Linked DNA regions of Mus musculus: region 1 is linked to region 2. The links are chromatin contacts, called in public Hi-C maps. All regions are on one chromosome and are shown on one strand. Each heading gives the region's core, a stretch centred on a gene start, on an enhancer-like site or on the middle of the called end of the contact. The rest is flanking DNA. Distances are from core to core; before and after follow the strand shown. Region 1 overlaps Ltbp1 (latent transforming growth factor beta binding protein 1). Region 2 holds the start of Ltbp1 (latent transforming growth factor beta binding protein 1).

What was found. Hi-C and Micro-C count contacts between places; a contact is called where the count stands out from the background.
Region 1: a Hi-C map of muscle stem cells shows a contact between it and region 2, with 3 times the contacts expected there. The contact joins the enhancer-like site here to the promoter of Ltbp1 in region 2. A contact is called at or near these places in 1 of 39 promoter capture datasets (maxillary cranial neural crest), 1 of 15 datasets of contacts at CTCF or cohesin (the NIH/3T3 cell line), 6 of 484 Hi-C or Micro-C datasets (cardiomyocytes, embryonic fibroblasts, muscle stem cells and 2 more), 7 of 115 datasets of contacts at active chromatin or transcription factors (cardiomyocytes, embryonic fibroblasts, embryonic limb bud and 2 more) and 2 of 9 other capture datasets (adipose tissue and liver).

What each region holds. Positions count from the first base shown.
Region 1 is chr17:75,054,326-75,057,025 of GRCm38.p6, forward strand. All of the region lies in intron 2 of Ltbp1 (latent transforming growth factor beta binding protein 1), which reads left to right. Among named protein-coding and RNA genes, the nearest start is that of Ltbp1, 50 kb to the left of the region's middle. Within about 2 kb of position 1,441, at least 45 of the 459 cell types and tissues checked have an H3K27ac peak or open chromatin away from gene starts, as enhancers often do. A contact at or near this core is called in the NIH/3T3 cell line, adipose tissue, embryonic fibroblasts and 2 more, where this site is marked.
Region 2 is chr17:75,004,101-75,006,800 of GRCm38.p6, forward strand. It overlaps Ltbp1 (latent transforming growth factor beta binding protein 1), which reads left to right and starts at 1,429. Exons shown (of 34, transcript NM_019919.4): 1 at 1,429-2,261. The coding sequence starts at 1,786.

The DNA.
Region 1 (2,700 bases), core at 191-2,690, 50 kb after region 2:
CCACTACCCAATTAAGGGCCTCTCATATATGTGGGTTTTGTTATGTCATGTGTGTGCTGGTTCCTGTGGAAGCCAGAAGAGGGCCTTGGATCCCCTGAACTGGAATGGCAGACAATTGTGAGCTGCCTCTGTGAGGGTCCTCTGCAAGAGCCGCAAGCACTCTTAATCACTTAGTTTCCAGATCCATGTACTGATTTAAAAAATTACATCTTAGTCTCTGATTTTCTGCAAAATAATCCTTCATCTTTTTTACCCAAAGTTTGTGGCTCAAAGCTAGAATTTAAGAGGGGCTCAATGTTCAGACAATGAATGCAGATCGTATGACATTAGAACAAACTTAAAGATTATTAAAACATGTTGCCTTTTCATTAGACATCATCTAAAATGATTTCTGTGCACATCATAGCTGAACTTCAAATTTGCCAGGTATGTGCATTTACCAGCTACCTCCTGGCATTTTACTACCATGAAAGCACAAAGTGAATTTATTCTGCTAATGTGAACAGTAAAAACCTTAGATGGGTTTAATCTTTGTTTCATTGATCAAAGAATTCTCACAAACCCGGCAGTCCCCAGAGCTCGCACATTGAGAACTCCCGCCCTCCGTGAGAGCAGGTGACATTTCTGGACAGTACAGTTGAATGGGTTTCAGGTTGGCACTGTACCTTACTAGAATCAGGCACCTGTGCCTGAAGCTCAGCTCCTGTCACTAACTGACACTCATCCCTTTGTCACAAAAGTGGACCCCAAAGAAGGCTTTTGGCTAGTTGACGTTCAGGATAAACAATCCTGATCCAAAAATGCTTGCATTTGGATTTTTCTCTCCTGGATTTTGTTATATCTGCATATACAGAATGAAGTATCTTCTGGGTTGGAATTTACTTAAGCCTGATGTATATATTACATACATTGCCTGGAAGTTGTACTGTATGATATTTTTCATGTATCTCCGGTTTGAGCTAGCATATGGCATCAGATGTACTGTTCTCCTTATGGTATCTATCATGTTGGTACTTTAACAGTTTGGGATTTTAGAGCCGTGGTGTTTTAGAAGTGCTCATCTGTACAAAGCATGCTCGTTGAGTGAGGGAGGACTCAGAGAGTCCCTCTGGGCAATGAGTTTAACTCTGAGGTATTTGAGAAGTGGCTGAGTCAGTAGCGAAATTTCACCATTCTAACTCATGCTAGAATCTCTGAACACTCTAGAAACGTGTATCATTTTATAGTTTTGATTTTCAGTGGCTCTACACTAACCCTATTTGGTCAACCTTTTATGATTCCTGTGAAGTTTTTTGTTGGTGTGAATAACCCTGCTGAGGATAGCAGAACATATGTCTGGGCACAGTAATTTTTCTTTTACATTGTTAGGGCACATGCCTAGAAATGAGGGTATGAAATCCCTGAAACATGCTGCCAAGGCACTCTCTAAATGCATCTGCCAGGATGGCAGAGATGGCTCATCAGTAAAGTGCCTTGCTGGGCAAGCATGAGGAGCTAAGTTTGGATTCCCAGCATCCGTGGAGAAGCTGGGCACAGTGGCCCAGGTCTGTAATTTCAGTTCTGGGAATGGAGTGGGGATGACCCAGAAGCCAGACCCCTGGAGCTCATTGGCCTGACAGTTATTGGTAGCATCAGAAGAGACAAATTCATCCCAGCTAACTACCCATGTTAAATAACTACCCATGTTAGCTAACTACCCATGTTAGCTAACTACCCATGTTAGAGTAAATCCTATGGAATCTCCGTTCCTGCTAAGCTCAGGGTAGAGCTCACAGCACTGGGAGGCTGAGTGACACGAAGGCCTCAAACCCCAGAATGAGGCCCTGAGCAACTCTGCTTTGGAGACCTCTGATCCTGCATGTGGCCTTGGGTACTTGCATTCCTGGCAACTTACTCAGCCACCTACTTGGTGAAATTGTCGCTTTGCACGGCAAATCGTGTGGTTGGGTATTCAACGTCAAGAAAGGCTGTGAGATGTGCCAGTCTGATTCAGAGAGAGAGGTGGGGATGAGGCCAGCAGACCTACTACTGACACTGTGTGATACACACGGACACAATCTCATGTATTTCGAGTGGGTTTCCACATCGATGAAAACTCTATAAAGTCGACTCGGTGCTTGTTGAAATGTGAAATTCATCTTTCTAGAAGATTCAGTTATGTGGAATTCATTATGACTGGCTACGTCAGTCATTGGGAGGTTATGATGCTAGTCTTTTTCTCTTTAGGGATTGAGGAGTATGCTGACTCAGAGCTGTTTACAAGGAAATCACATTATTTATTTGGGTTTGGTACAGGAGAAGTTAGCTCAGTCGTCAACTTGTGAACTCACCGTACGATTCTCGTGTTCTGATATTCCTTCGTGTTGAATAACTTCAAAGGGCAGCTGGGCAGAGCCCTGAAGCCACACAGGGGGCAACTTCTCACCTGCTGCCTTAGATCATCGAAGACACAGCTCAGCTCACATTTCCACCCAGGACATATGTGGCAGACATGCTGCAACTTGTTTGGAGAGAAAGGCACGGGGCAGGGAGTCACAGTGAGCTGTGTGGGCTGGGGCAGGCTTTAAATATAACTAAGGGCTATGCTTTTAGATGAAAAGCAAAGGAGGCGGGGCTTCAGGCCATGGGTCACTTCCTAAAAATAAAGTCACTGAACTTTGAGAGAACTTTAGGATTATCTTTGTCAACCCCAGAGTAGCT
Region 2 (2,700 bases), core at 179-2,678:
ACCCAGTTTGTGTGTGTGTGTGTGTGTGTGTGTTGAGAAAGCAGAGCTTCTGAGAGGAAAGGTGAAGTGTCCGTGGCCTGTAGCCATTAGTGATCATTTTATCTGGAGCCCTGGTCTCCTCCCCGCGACCAGAGCTATTTCTTTGATGGTAGTGACTCTCTCAGACAGTGCTCCTTCTGGAAGCCTGTGTTCAGGCTGCTGGCCTCCAGGCCCACTTCCCTCAGAGCAAACGCTCACCAGTATTTCTGTAATGTGCAGAGAAAAGTAGGTGACTAGATTAGTCCTCAGCTTGGAATGATTTTTCCCACTATCAGTATTTCTGAAATTATTCTCACTTGCTATCAGTTGTCCTAAGCGGATGCAGGGAAAACCCTCAAACAAAGAACAATCAAAATTACTAATATGTGAGAAAACCCAAGCCTGGGAAAAGACCCTTTTTAATTCACTTAAAAATATTTATTTATTTTATGTGTGTCACTGCTTTGTCTGAATATGTGTATGGGCGCCTGAATGTCAGAAGAGAGCATCAAACCTCCTGGAACTGGAATTTTGGATGGTTGGGAATCTAATCCAGGTCCCCTGAAAGAGCAGCCAGTGCACTTAACCACTGAATTATTGCTCCAGTCCCGGGCCTTTAAAAAATTGTTTTAAAAAATATACAGTTATTATCATGGACTTTTGATTGCAGTCATGTAAAAACAGCATTCATTCTGTTGACATTGTCTTAATTCAGATGTTAGCAGTAAAGACGTCATTTCCTGGTTTTCTTCAAACTCTGTTTTGCACGAGAGAGAGAGAGAGAGAGAGAGAGAGAGAGAGAGAGAGAGAGAGAGAGAGAGAAATTCCTAAATGCTCCATTCCACTCCACTGCAAGGACCACCGGCAGGGCAGCCTCTGCGATTTTCTTCATCTACACGGGCGCCCCCTGCTGCCCATCCCGCATTCTTGACCCTCCAATGTCAGGAGCAGGGTACCACAAAGTCTTCCGGAGGTTGCAGTCCTAAAGAAAACCTTCCTTCAGACTAATAGAGCTAATCACTTTCCAATGGACAGCTCACGCTACCTCGGATAGCCTTTTCTGGGACCGGACCTAGTGTTTTAATCCAACTTCTGCAGACAGTATCCGAGCAAACTCGAGTAAAAGTGCCTGCGCTTCCAAACTGTATTACTCGAATCCTTTCCGGCTGCTAGAAGGAAAGGGCCGTTCCCTCACCTTGCTGAGCCCTTTGTCTTTTCCTGGCGCTGGGGAGCGGGAATCCCTGTCCACCCGACCCATAGCCCCAATATCTGGATGCGGAGGGTGGCGGCTCATTCTCCGGCTCATCTCGAGCTTTCCCCAATTAGGATTTGCTGCCTGACGTCACGTCTGCTGCAGATTGGCTGTTCAGATCTGACACAGGGCTCCACCGGGGAGAAGAAACTTTTAAAAGACTTTGCAGCCGGGGCTGCCTCTGAGCGTCCAGCGCTCACGGTCGTCCTTGCTCACCCTCGCGGGGTTGGCGCCCGTAGCACCCCAGCCGCACCCGGCGACACCTCGTCTGAGCCAGGGGACCCTCACCTTGAGCAGCTCGCGCCCCTCCCCTCCTCTCCACCCCAACTCCCGCCCCCTGCTCGCCTCCACTCCCGGCTGGGGTCCGCTGCCGCTCAGCCGCCCGCAAAGCTCCCTCCCCTGCGGCCACCCAGTTGGTCTCCACCCCGCGGCGCACGGGCTCTCCGCAGAGTCCTTGGGGATACCGAGGGAGCGCGCCGGGGCAGGACGAGCCGCGCGGCCGGAGACTGCCCGCGATGGCGGGAGCCTGGCTCAGGTGGGGTCTCCTGCTCTGGGCAGGGCTGCTAGCGTGGTCTGCGCACGGCCGGGTGCGGAGGATCACGTACGTGGTGCGCCCGGGCCCGGGACTGCCGGCCGGAGCCTTGCCTCTGGCTGGGCCCCCGCGGACCTTCAACGTCGCACTGGACGCCAGGTACAGCCGGAGCTCAACAGCCGCCTCCAGCCGCGCCTTGGCTGGGCCCCCAGCCGAGCGGACCCGGCGCACCAGCCAGCCCGGCGGCGCGGCCCTGCCGGGGCTCCGATCTCCGCTGCCACCCGAGCCCGCGCGTCCGGGGGGGCCCAGCCGGCAGCTCCACTCTAAGGCGGGTGCTCAGACCGCGGTCACTCGCTTCGCCAAACATGGCAGGCAAGTCGTGCGCTCCCAAGTGCAGCAGGACGCTCAGAGCGCCGGGGGCTCCAGACTGCAGGTTCAGCAGAAGCAGCAGCTGCAGGGGTAAGCCCACGCTCTGCCTGCCTCGCGCGCCGGGACCCGCCGAGGCCCGGGAACCGTCTCCTCCCCGCCGGAGGCGCTGCGGGAAGGGGTGGGCACGGGGGAAGCCCGCTCACTTTTTACTGGTGTTTAACTCTCAGTGCATTGTTACCCAGCTGCGGGGGAAACACAAAAGGCATTTATTTCTTCCCCGGGGCGTAACCTCCTGTGCGCAAACCCTTCTGCTCCTAGACTATGGGCGTAAACATGAAGTCACTACAGCTTAATCCCAAGGCATCAATTAAACTTCTTGCAACTCGGTTTTTTATTTTGGTTTACCTAATGAAAAAGGGATTGTGAGTGAAAGCTGGCTCTAAAGACCCAGCTCTCCTTGAGCATCCCAGAAATTGTATACTTGGGTTTCCTGGCACCTGTGGGTCCTAAATTGGTAAGGGGCTGGGGG